Regions from separate parts of the Sus scrofa genome. Here region 2 is linked to region 1. The links are chromatin contacts, called in public HiChIP or PLAC-seq maps. All regions are on one chromosome and are shown on one strand. Each heading gives the region's core, a stretch centred on a gene start, on an enhancer-like site or on the middle of the called end of the contact. The rest is flanking DNA. Distances are from core to core; before and after follow the strand shown. Region 1 holds the start of STK38L (serine/threonine-protein kinase 38-like). Region 2 holds the start of FGFR1OP2 (FGFR1 oncogene partner 2).

Region 1 (6,410 bases), core at 1,796-4,295:
TCTGTTAAGTGCATTTAAAGCAATAAATTGTCCTTTAAATACTGCTTTGACCATAGCCCACAATTGCAAAGCTATTTATATATAGAAAAACAACTCTGTTTTCCATGTGAAATGATTTTACTAATGGTTTCCTACTGTTATCACTTACTACCATCATTTGGCATTCTGTGGTTATTTACTATGTGGTAGGCGTAGAACAGTAACAGTAATACTAAATTTCACCCACTGAAAACAAAAATCAGATGAATTCTGGGTGCTGAAAACATTTTCACCATTCTTCTTCTTTCTGGCCTACAATTTTAGCTTGTCTATCTACATGTAGCGTAGATTGGGAGAAGAGGGAATAAGTGGAAAGGGAGTGAGTGGGGCTAGGGGTTGAACCCACAACCTCATGGTTCCTGGTCAGATTTGTTAACCACTGAGCCACAACGGGAAATCCATGAACTTTAGTTTCAATTGGTAGTAAGAAACTTGATAATAAGAGTTTTGGAAAGCCCTACCAAAAAAATCTATTATTTAAGCCAAGCATTCTTAATCTGGGTCTGTGAATTTTGATGAAAAAATAAATATACCCATTAAATATATATCTATATATAGATATAGCTATAAAGCATTTGCATAAATAATAATACATGTGCATACATTTTTTTTTACTAAGCCCTAATTGAAAATTAGCATTTCTTCCATCATGAATATAGTCAGTAAACCACAGTAACATTAGCAAACTGTGACTTTGTCCCCAATAGAAGTCACACATATTTTCTACCACATTAAAGTTGATGCAGATATCTCAAAATACTGTTTATGTGCATCACTACTGCAAAATTACTGTAGGTACTGATCTTGTTACTTAAAGCATTAGTAAAGGAGCAAATACATAACTATTAGTTATCTATGGCAGTGTAATAAATCCCCTCCCACCACATTAGTGGCCTAAAAAGATGAATAAGTATTGTTTCACCGTGTCTGTGGACAAGCAATCAGGTAAGATTAGCCATGTCTGTTAGCTCAGTGTTCTTTACCAGGCTGCAACCAAGATGTCGCCTCGGGCTACAGTCATCTCACGGTTCCACTGGAAAAGAATCTGCTTCCAGGCTTACTTATGAGGTTGTGAGTATGATTCAGTTTCTCTTGGGTTGTTGGACTGAGTGCCTCAATTCCTTGAAGACCTTGCTTTGTTCTTTGCCACATGGACCTCTCCATGAGACAGGGGACAGCATGACAGCTGGTTTCCATCAGAGTATGTAAGAAATAGAGCAAGAGAGGATGAACAAGATGGAAGCAAGAGTCTTTTGTAACCTAACATGGAAGTGACATCCCTTCATTTTTGCTGTATTCTCTTTTTCAAAACCAAATCACTAGGTTTACCCCACACTCAGGAGCGGTTTGTGCAAGATGGAAATATTGGAAGGTAAGGATTACTGGGAGTCATCTTAAGAGCTGCCTACAACAGAGCTATAACAAAAACTCATTTTTTGGTATTTTAATAATTGTATATTAATATAAGCAATTTCCTTTATAGCCCTAGGTAGTTTCTTTTATGCATTTAAAAACACTATTCTGCAAAAGGGCCTATAGATTTCACCAAACTTCCAAAAGGGCACTTGGCTCTAATTTGATTCAGGTCAGGCACCTTCAACAACCTGGGGGAATTTGTTTGGAATGGCCTCAATTTAGAAATTGGAAGTTGAAGATGTACCCTGCCCCACATTACCCTAGTCTAATACCCTACACATTCCTCTAGTGCTATGAAAATATTATGGCATATTTGAAAATATAAACTTGCTATAGGATACTCCATAAACTGTTTCCAATCCTACCACACTTGAATTAGTATGTATGCACTAGAGGGAGAATGGGGTGCAGGCATCTGTCAAGCATGTTTGATTATAATTAAACCTCTTATTTTCACGTATGTCAACTGTCATTTGTGTCTTAAAATGACCATATGATGTAGGAAGAACTGATTTCTTCAAGAACACACTAATTACCAGACAACATAGTGCTTTTTCCACTATCAAGGTATATATGAGAAAGCAGAGTGTAAAAAAAAGAAATGATATTATGATTCTTCTCTAAGTCTTTCACGTGCGTTGCCTACCCTCATCAAAACTAAAGATAATGGTTGGCATCTCTGAATTATATTTTCTGCAAGCACAATGCCAGCTTTGCATATTGTCTTAACAGTCTAAAAGTTAATGGTATTTTATAAAATCTCTAATATTCAGATAGAAGATAAATTTTTCAATGATAATTAGGAATGAGTCTCTTCATTGGCTTGTCCAGTAAGTTTTCTCCCTAAGCTCAAATGCATCATCCTCCCAAACATCTTTTCTGAGGCACACTACAGGATGGTGATTTTTCTCATAGTTTTCTTATCCTAAATAAGCAACCCAGTATTGTCAGTTATTTTAAGATTTTCCCCAAGCAAGATAACTCGAGCAAGTTTTTCATGTATGTCACAGAGTTTTTTGGCAGCTTTTCCAAATGCGAATCTCTCTCAAGTTGTTAGAGTCATGGTGAAATGGAAAAGGGTCAAGAAACCTGAGTGGCTTCTAGATCTCACAGCTACTAACTAGGCAGCTTGATCAGTCAGTCCAGTTTTGTTGACCACATTGTCCTACTCTGCAAAATGTTCCCCCAAATCACTAAAATTATCTCTAAGCCACTTTCCATCTCTATCATTCGCATTGCATAGTGAAGCATCAAGAAAAACTGTTGACATTTAGAATACGTGACTAATGTAGCAACACACAGGGCCACTCCCAAGAGTGGCCTGAACTAGCTCTGGGCAGAGTAGAGGGAAGTGAGATGAGGCTGATGAGAGGAATCGGTGACCATTCAAACAACTCCACCGCCAGGCGCAGGTGGATGGGGTGGGGCGGGGGGCGGTGTTGACGACAGAAGACTACTTCCGGCTGTGGTGCGTATGACGTCAGGACCGATTCGGACCGGCCCAGCCACCAAGAAGCCGAGCAGGGAGGGCTCGCGAGAGTTCAAGGAGGCCACCCCGAGATTCCGGCGCGGCAGCGGCGGCGGGTCCCACCTCCTGGGGGCGGGGCGAGGGCGGAGCGGGCAGCAGGGAGCGGACGGCGCCGGGCCGGTTGCGGTCCGTGCGGAGGCTGAGCCGGCCGCGGGCGCGACCGGAGGCAGGTGAGTGTGGGGATGCGGCGCTTTGAGGCGGCAGGCGCTGGGGGGCTCGTCTCGCTGTGCCAGCCCCAACTCTGTGAGCGGAGCAGGAGATTTTATGTGTCTTTGGGTGTCCAGGGAAAGACGGGCTCATTTCGCGGCTGGAAATGCCTCCGGTGAAGCTCCAGCGACGGCCTTGGCCCTCTTGTTCCCTGGAGTGCTACTGGCCCCAGGTGTCCGGAGAGGTGGCCTTGATCCCAGGGAGGAATCTTTGTCCTTCCCTGCTCCTTTCCCCTTCCACGCCTCTGCCCCCGAGCACCCTGCTCCCCGTCCCTGCCTGGGCTTCGTAAACAATAACAAATGTCGCGGATCCTCTCCTGTATCCCCAGCTTTCCCGTCCCGTGCCTTCCAGCTGGTGCCACTGAGGGGAAGGATTCTGGGCATAGCTCTTAGATTGTGGGGGCTGTTTGTGTACCATTCCTAAAAACTGATGCGTCAGATTGCTAAACATTTCTCAGACACTGTAAAGCCGCCCAGCTCCCAGAAGCCACAGTGTTCAAAACCGGTCTCGGAATCTGCCACTGGAACCCTAGACCCTTCTTTTCAATATCGTTTTCTCCCAACCCTTTTTTTCACCTTTGCTATCGGGGACAAACGAGTGCTTGTTTGGTATGAGAAGAGGAAAGACTCTACCCGATTGAGTAGGAGACATTTCACCTTTAAAAAGTTGCCAGGTTGATAGCAAAAGAACAAAAGTTTATTTTCAAAAGCGGTGGCCTCCCGTTTACTGTTGCTACTTTTGTGGGGCCGCTTTTCTGGTCCTTAGTTTGGAAGAAAAGTATAAAAAGAAATAGGAGGGGGGCGGGAGAGCTGGTGGTGCTAGAAGTAGTGGATGTCCAAAGGGTGATGCTGCCGTTCCTCACTTGATAAAATGCAGAACCAAAGCTCTTGTCTATTTCATGAAACTTGTGATAAGTTTTGATAGAAGCCAGTTGCTCGGGAAAGGTGGCCGGAGTAATAGCTTTATTACTAACTACTAAAATCTGAGGAAACAACTTTTAAGCGTTTTACTTTATGTCTCCTAGCTGTAAGATGGGAGAGAGACCTTGTCTTTTGGGGGCTGTGAGTGGGGTGGGGGCTTAAGCTTGTTAGGTCTCCCTACTTTGAGGCAGGGTCTATTGTTGTTTAAGCTCAGTTTCCTTACGGAGGGAAGGTTTTTCAAAGTTCTTTGTCTCAATCGTAAATGCATATAGATACTGGCAACCTCTTTGTGTTTGGCCTTTCTTTGTATTGCCTCAGGATATATAAAACAATTAAGTTTATTATAGTCTCTACCCAGTAGCTGGGAGGTATTGTATGTGAATTAGCCACTCTTGTGACTATTTGATGGAAGAGAAGTTAGTCCAAAATAGAACGTTAAAGTATGATGATATTTGCTCATTGCAAAGGTTCATTAAAGTAATTTTGTGTAAAAATATCCTGATCTCAAAGGAAGTACAATGCATAATTTTTTTTTTTTTAATTTGATCTGGCTTAGCTTTGTGGTGTTCTCCTCGTTAAGATGGCTGATAATATTTCCCATTTGGTTGGGATATATTTAGAATGAGAAGTAAATTGGGTGTAGTTTTTGTAATCCTTTAAAACGCCCTGCCATGGGGAATGAAAAAAAATTAGACTTAGAAAAACCACATTAAATGAGTGCCGTTCTTCTTTTAGTCTTTTGATTTTGAGTTTGTTTCAGAGTAAATCAAAGGATAGAGACCAATGAGCAAATAAAAAGGAGTCCTCAGCCATTTTTATGCCGAAAAAATTAATTTCAAAAGGTAGGACACTATAAAAACAAAGGAAGAATTGTGCTTTGTAGAAAATGGTGACAAAGCCATGGACTCAACTCAGCCATTTGTTTTCAGAAAAGTTCCGTCCCCTCAAAGTAAGGGCAAGATCATTATGTTAGCGAAATTGGATAACTCTTTGGAAGGTGTTTTCCAGTGATCTTGTAAAAGTCGGAAGCTTTTTTGCATGTGTGTGGCACTCTTTTGAGAGAGAAAAGAGGGCGCAAATCAAAGCCAGAGAGATCTGCATCTCAATGTAATGTTAAAATCATTTTATTTTACATAAACAGTGGAGAGTGAATCAATCTAGCATATTGTCCTCCAGCACCCCCAAGATTACATTAAAATCAGCAGATGGGCAAGTTATGATTAGGTAAACTTGACATATGCAGAGATTATGCTGCTGTATTTTTATATTAAAAGCACCATAGACTTTTTGAATGAAATAATGAGTCAGCTTATAAAAGCATATGCTTTAAAGCATAAGAAAAATTTAAAAATTAATGTAAGATAACCTTGGTCAATAGTTAAAAGATATTAAGTGAATCCTTTTTCCTCCCTCCCCACCCCCCAATTTTTGTTTAAGTCTTGAGACTATTTAGCAATGTATGCCCTGTACTTAAGTGTGCTGATTATATAAAATTTCTGTCTCCAGGGAGTTCCTGTTGTGGCACAGCGGAAATGAATCTGACTAGTAACCATGAGGTTGTGGGTTTGATCCCTGCCTTTGCTCAGTGGGTTAAGGATTTGGTGGTGCTGTGAGCTATGGTGTAGGTCACAGACAAGGCTCAGGTACTGCATTACTGTAGCTCTGATTAGACTCATTTCCTGAGAACCTCCATATGCTGTGAGTGTGGCTCCAAAAGGCAAAAAAAAAAAAAAAAAAAAAAAAAAATTCTGTCTCCAGGTAAAGGTTTGCTAATTCACATGGTGTTATGGTTCAGAACTTTTAGAGAGAGGGAACTGAAGGGTAGCAGTGAATGGGATTTACTGCCCTGTATACTCAGATTAGCTGTGCTCTCTTATCTTCAAGGAAGTATAACCTAATGGGAAGGAAATACACCCAATTAACTATAATCACAGTGCATTTTGTGCAGGAGCCGAGGAGTGATGGGTTACTTTCTACTAGACCAATTGAGACAGGCTTTCAATAGGAAAAGGCTTTTGTGTAGAAGATTTGGATGATCTAGTCATATGATAATCATCATAAGCAAACACTTTTTATAATACTGTTTATAAACCCTTAGAGTAATAATCTACCTGAATTTAATCTTTACAACAACTGTATGGAGTAGGGTGTTTTTATTCCCAATTTGCAGACTGGATAACTGAGTTACCTAGAAAACAGTAAAACAAAGATTCCCACATAGGCATTCTGACTTATACCTATATTCCTGCCCTTAACCACTCTCCTTATTTTCTCTCCCACCTTTTTTTTTTTTTTTTTTT
Region 2 (6,410 bases), core at 2,802-5,301, 250 kb before region 1:
GATAATTTTTAAAAATAGCCACAGCTCAAAACCTAAGCATACCTCCTGCAAATTCTGGTCTTCTTGAGTCCACGAGTTTAAAACATGTGCTCCAGAGTCACTCACAATGAAATTCACCTAAAAGGGTCAAGTAAATAATTAGTATTCAGCTCCAATTTCACTCAGTCAAATCATCTTTAAAATATTTTTATTATAAATATCTTTTAATATTATGTAACATAAACATAAATAGAGAGTGCAGTCTCCAGCTGTTTCGCTGATTGATTGATTCATTCACTTTTATAGCCACAGAATGTCTAGTACAGGCCAGGCGCTATTCTCAGCCCTGGGGATATGGGAATACAGTGATGAAGAGAACAGCTGTGCTGTTCACAATGTGAGAAAGTATAGGGATGCTGGGGTGTGGTGAGATAGAGGGCAGTGCAGGGAGAATATAAACAAAAACAAACGAACGAGATAATTGCAGAGAGTGAGAAATGCTATGAAAAAGAAGTTGTTCAGCTACTTTAGGTTGGGTGATCAGAACAAGGCTCTCTACATAAGTGGCAATTGAGGGGAGTCCAAAATAACCAAAGGAAACCAGTCATGGAGGCGCTCCCTTGTGGCCCAGCGTGTTAGGAATCAGCCATTGTCACTGCTGTGACTCCAGTCACTGCTGTGGTGCAGGTTCATTCCCTGGCCTGGGAATTTCTGTATGCCGAGGACACAGCAAAAGGAAGGAAGGAAGAAAAGGGAAGAAGGAGAGAGAGAAACAAACAAACAAACAAGCCAGTCATGGAAAGAGCCGGAAGTAGAAAATTCCAGGTACAGCAAACAGCAAATGCAAAGGCTTCCAAGTGTGTACCTCAACAGGGTGAAGGTCAGAGTGGGCAGAGAGGTAGGGAGGAAGGTCAGAAAAATAAGCAGTATCTGTATCACATAGGGCACTGAAGGCCAAAAGAACAACTCTGGACTTTACGCTAAATTTTAAAGTAAAATGCAAAAAAAAAAAAAAAAATACTATCAAGTAAGATGATGACAGTACAGATATATTAGAAAACATATCAAATGATGGCTTATGTTTCCTTTGGGGAGGATGGTGAGATTATTTGTTTCCCCGGACTATATGATCTAATACATCATCTTTTTTCCTAACATCTGTGAAACACTAGTTTTGCTTCCCCAATAATTTTGATAAGTAGCCTTCTCTTCTAAGACTTATCTGAAAGGGACATATTTTACCAGCTACTTGACTCTCATTATCTCACTGAAATCTTGCAACAATCAGAGGAAGTAGGTGTTATGATCACATGGAAAGAAACTGAGGCTTGGAGAGATTAAGTAAAAAGATCAAGGTTACACTGCTGGTAGCTTAATGATGTCAGGACTTGAACCAAAACCTATGCCCTACATCACAATCTTAATGCTGCCTCTCATATATATTGTTTTACCCTACATGATGCACAAGTTACAGGGGGGCTAAAAACAATTTTTATTTTAATTTGGAATATATCTAAATGTATAAATTATATTAGACTCTCTAGGTTCAGCCTTACAGTTACTATCCTGCCTGGGCCAGTCTACAAAGTGGCTAGATCCCAGCCTACTATGCTGCTCCAAATGACACAGAAAGCAAATCATCCACTTGCGGCTAACCAAATGACATTCCCAAAATAAAACAGTTGAGATTCTGAAACCTGAAGATAATTTTCATATTTGGAATTTCTATCAGTCTTCCACTTCTCTTCTTAGTGATAAAAATAATTTCCACTTGGCATTCTTAAAAGCATTTCTTTCTAATATGGCCAAGTCCTGTGGCAGTTTAGGACATTTTCATTAAAACTCTAAGTAGCCAGGCTCAAACTCTGGTTCTGCCTCTAACTAGTGATATGACTCAGGGCTAGCTGCTTCTCTTTATCTCAGGTTCTGCCATCTCTAACATGGCAGTAATAATCATAGCTGATATTCAGATGGTACACACAAACACAATTTGACAAAGTGCTTACAACCAAAATCCCTTCTGCTTAGGCTGGCAACAATTCTCCATGGTCAGTGTTTGTTCCATTCTGGTTATTTTATACTTTGAATACTGTCCCAGCAATTATAGTAGCTACCTCAAAGGATTGATGAGAAATAGACCACATTTTTAAAGTCGTAAATAAACAGTTGTAAGTCAAATCTATAGCAAACTCATATACAAAGAAGGTACTAGGCAGTTAAGTACATCCCCCAGATCATGATTTTACTTGTATTCACACTCACCAGCTTTTTGAAAGGAAATATATCATACATTATTCTACAATATTCCATGGAAGATTCTACTGAGCAAGTCCATAATGATTTAGATATGGGGGCCAAAGGGATGATTCCTTGGGTCCTATTCTTCACCAGCATATCAAACTCCACATGCTGTCTGCATGATTCTGCCATGTAAGGGCAGTGATCCACAACAAATACTGTTTTATGGGATTCAGAAAAAATCTTCATTTTGTTTTAACCTGTAAGGGATAAAATACATTAGCCAAACATACATAACATTTACTATCTTAAATTATTTCTAATGAATGTGTCTTTTCCTCAAGAAGATTTGGTAGGGGACATGAACAATCAGTATTCAAAGGAATTTATCCAACAAAGGACAAATTTAATGAGGTCATGACCATAGAGTAACTATCAATTCAAGGGATGAACTACACCATATTAACCTGTCACAGGCAAGATTACAACCCATGTATATATATATTTTTGCTTTTGGAATGAACTTAAATTTGTCAGAAGAAAACATTTCTACAAATAATCGTACTTGTTTCCCTTACATAACACATAATAGCGACAAATACTCTTCAAATACACTTTTGATGATCCTTGTGAGTTGACATCAATCACATAAAAACCTGCAAACCAACCCAGGTCAGCATTTTTGGGCTTCCCTCCAAAAAAAATCTCAAGACTTCTGAAAAAAGGTTTGGAAACTGGAAAGAGGAGTGACAACAAAAGGGAAGCCCCAAACATAAACATTTCCTAGGATAACTGCATTATTAGATTTTCGCATTAGGATAAGGACCTCAAATTCACACTCTCCCCATTAGCTTTAGAAACACCACAGTAATTTATCATGTAGAACAGAAAAACTTATGTGCTATTATCACACTGATGGGAGAAAGAACTTTTAAAACTTTCTTACAAAAACTCCCTTGCTTCGCTAATACAATCTTATACCGAATAGACAATTCACATTCGAAAAGCACATGGTAAACAGAGCAAAAGTGTTCATCAAAACGAACCGATTTTTTACAGCCCGGCCGCTTTCAAACGCATTTCCCCTTCATGCAAAACTCTTCTTTGAGAAACCTAGACACACTCTGCCAGAGGGTGGGGGGTGGAAAGTACAAGGTGAGTGGATAGGGAAGATCTCAGGATCGAGGTTCGCTTACTTTCGTGCCTGGTCTTGCAGTGAAAACGAACAGAGGCTAAGAACCACAGCCTCTCTGGAAAAGGCTGCTGGCTGGGTGGGGAGGGTCAGCGCACAGTCAGGAATGTCTGGTACCAAAGACCGGGGACTAGGTTTTCCCCGCTCATCTCCTAGCACACCGGTCCTTCCCAGGCTTCCTAAATGCAGGAGCGCGCGCGCGCCTGCGCGTGAACACAAACACTCACACACTCGGACTGGCGCGTGCGCAAAGCGCCCTTGACAGCCCCGCCAAGCTGCCCTTCCCCCTCGGTGGGCCAGACACTAAGGTCTCTAACAGGAAGAGGGCGGAGCCAAGGGGAAAAGAATGCCTCCAACCATCAGGATTTTCTATCCGCTAATTTTCCCAGTCACCCATTGGGAAGATTGATCCGGGCGACCTGAGAACCTCCCCACAGCGAAGTACCAACCACAGCACCAGCTAAAGCAGCCACGGTCCCCTAAGCGTAAGGCCCTCCCACCAGGTCTCCCTTCTCAGTCTCTCCAACCCAGGCCGATTTCCCCAAGCAAAATTCGCGAGACTTAGCGAGAGGCCGAGCAAAAGCCAGAATGTGGATCAGTGGGGAGGGACGTATAAGTGCCCCGCCCCTACCTCTTGCGCATGTCAGCTAGAGGCCTCAAGTAAATCGCCGGGTTCTGCCCCCACGGTAACGCGAGGGAGGAAGTCTCGCGAGGTTGAGGCGCTCTGAGAGCGCAGGTCGGAGGCGGTGAGCGGAGGTTTTTACCCTGACCAGTAATGGGACTGATCACCTATGACCCTCCCATCTGCCCCAACACTACCTCTGCTGGGGTCTGCGTCTGCTATTGAAGAAGCTGAACAAGCGAGAGGAGTCTCTTCCCTTGGGTGCATAGGTCCCCGTTGGCAGAGGCTTTGAGTCCTAGTCGCCACAGCTGACGGCTGCGAGGGATTGAGATCAGAGTAAGTGGAATCAGTCCAGGGACCAGAGCGGGTTTAAGAGAGTCGGAAGCTTCCTTCCCCTGACGGTGCTCTTTGCCCCACCTCTTGAACCACCGGCTGCCCGTGCCTGGGCGCGGTAGTTCCTCTCTGTTCTCAGCTCTGAGACCGTCTTTCCGGAGCTGAGGTACGGAAAGTTTGATGGAAACCCTTGGCCCAAATCTTGTGGACACACCTTTCGTCTCTGTTTTCTTCCTGCCTAACCCACCTGGGAGCTCAGCATTTGCGAGGCGGGGTGGGGGTGGTCGGCAGGGATGGAAGAGGCGTCCTTTTCAGTTTTCAGTTTACCCCTTTGCAGAAGATGACTTGGTTAATCATTACTTCTTTCTTGAAACCGCCCTCCAAGAAGTATTGCTCTTTTCCTAGTTCTCTTCCTGGATAATCATACTGCCTTGAAGCTGCCCTCCAAAGAATCCTATCTTTTCCTGGTTTTCTTCCTGCCTTTCTTCTGTATCTCATCTCAAATGATGGTATACCTGTATCCATCCTGCTGTCCAGATTAGGAACCTAAGGCTCATCCTTGGCTTATTTCCACTTTCACTGCACTATGGTATTTCTTCTTTGACCAGAATCATTGCCCACCCCCAACTGATTTCCCTACCGTCATCCTTCCCTGCCATTCTGAAATACAAAATCTGTTTATATCAACCCTTTCTTTACACCTTTTTAGTATCGATATTGCTGACCAAATTGTTAAGTATATCACTTAGGACCTTTTACTGTGTGTCCTAATCCACTTTACCTTTTCCGTCTTTTTTTGCCTCGCCTCCAAATACCTCAGTATCCTGTCATGCCAGACTACTGGCTGTTTCTCCAACGCTTTCACAAGCCTTTGTATATGCTGCATCATCTGCCTTTAATGCTTACTCTTCCTTTTTTTAAAAAGCACCTATCAAGATCCAATTCATAGACTTCTCAGATTCCTCCAGGTGACACTGATAGTACCACCGTGCTCCCAAAGCACTTAAAATAGTCCTTTTGCAGTGTTTTTTAGATTGTGTGAGACATTATTTGTTCAAGTATCTGTCTCTTGTGCCCGTTTGCGCTTGAGCTGGAATCATGTCTTATCTTTCTCTAACAGAAGTTCGTCCAATGCTTGGCACATAGCAGATATTATTTATATATATATGTGTGTGTATGCGTATTTATAATGTAATAGAACCCTGACCTGTTTTGAATATGAGGAACCTTGTTACCCCAACACACAAGGAGTTGTACTTTTAATATCTATTTGTTGAGGTTGTGCATAGTAGCAAAAAACTTCTATGCTTTTAAATGATTTTGTATTTTATTATTACCAGTCTCTGCCTATAAAAAAATAGTGGGATATATATGTATGAGAAATATTTAGACTATAGACCATGCTTGGTGTAAGTATATCCATGTAACTCTTCCAATGAATCCTTGCCCATAGGTTAGAAATAATCAAGATTAGGTTAGTCCTTTGCTGAATTGTCTTTCCTGTTTGAACATATGTATGTGCAACTTATATTTAGCTACAATTCCAAGTAGCATGTAGTTAAAAAAAAAAATTCTTCTGTGTCCTTACTTTCAAATTCTGTTCTTCCTTTAAAAATTCATTTTCTTCATAAAGCTCCAAATGTGTTCATTCCACCATTTTCAAGGACAGTGAAAATTTCTTGTACTTTCTCATACAATGATATGTCTGTATGAGATGCTTTTCTAAAATACATAATTTACATGTTTTCTTTCTTGATCTTTTTAGACTTGGGCTTCTAAGAAAGCTTTAACTATGGCTTTTTATTTTTCTATTTCCATATGTGTCAGTTAATATTACCTACTAATTAACTTTAGAGGCACCTTCCTAAGTAATCTGATAAAATTTTGTAACTGAACTGGACTGTTGGTGTTCATAGACACATTTATGGTATGTCAGTGGTCACAGTATTTCTCTGTAGTTCTAGCTATAATGGATTTGTGGATAAAAAAGAAAGAAGAGTGAATTTTTCCTAACCAAAATCCAAAACTAAACAGCTGGCAGTTGCA

Evidence for each region. HiChIP or PLAC-seq counts read pairs in DNA pulled down with a chosen protein or histone mark.
Region 2: a contact with region 1 is called in an H3K27ac HiChIP or PLAC-seq map of alveolar macrophages. The contact joins the promoter of FGFR1OP2 here to the promoter of STK38L in region 1. A contact is called at or near these places in 4 of 47 Hi-C or Micro-C datasets (heart right ventricle, liver and skeletal muscle) and 2 of 2 datasets of contacts at active chromatin or transcription factors (alveolar macrophages and skeletal muscle).

Annotation. Positions count from the first base shown.
Region 1 is chr5:46,571,351-46,577,760 of Sscrofa11.1, reverse strand. It overlaps STK38L (serine/threonine-protein kinase 38-like), which reads left to right and starts at 3,045. Exons shown (of 15, transcript XM_021092164.1): 1 at 3,045-3,153.
Region 2 is chr5:46,821,703-46,828,112 of Sscrofa11.1, reverse strand. It overlaps FGFR1OP2 (FGFR1 oncogene partner 2), which reads left to right and starts at 4,051. Exons shown (of 6, transcript XM_005664032.3): 1 at 4,051-4,367. INTS13 (integrator complex subunit 13) reads right to left here and starts at 3,603. Exons shown (of 17, transcript NM_001243595.1): 1 at 3,414-3,603; 2 at 2,242-2,477; 3 at 43-117. The coding sequence starts at 2,466.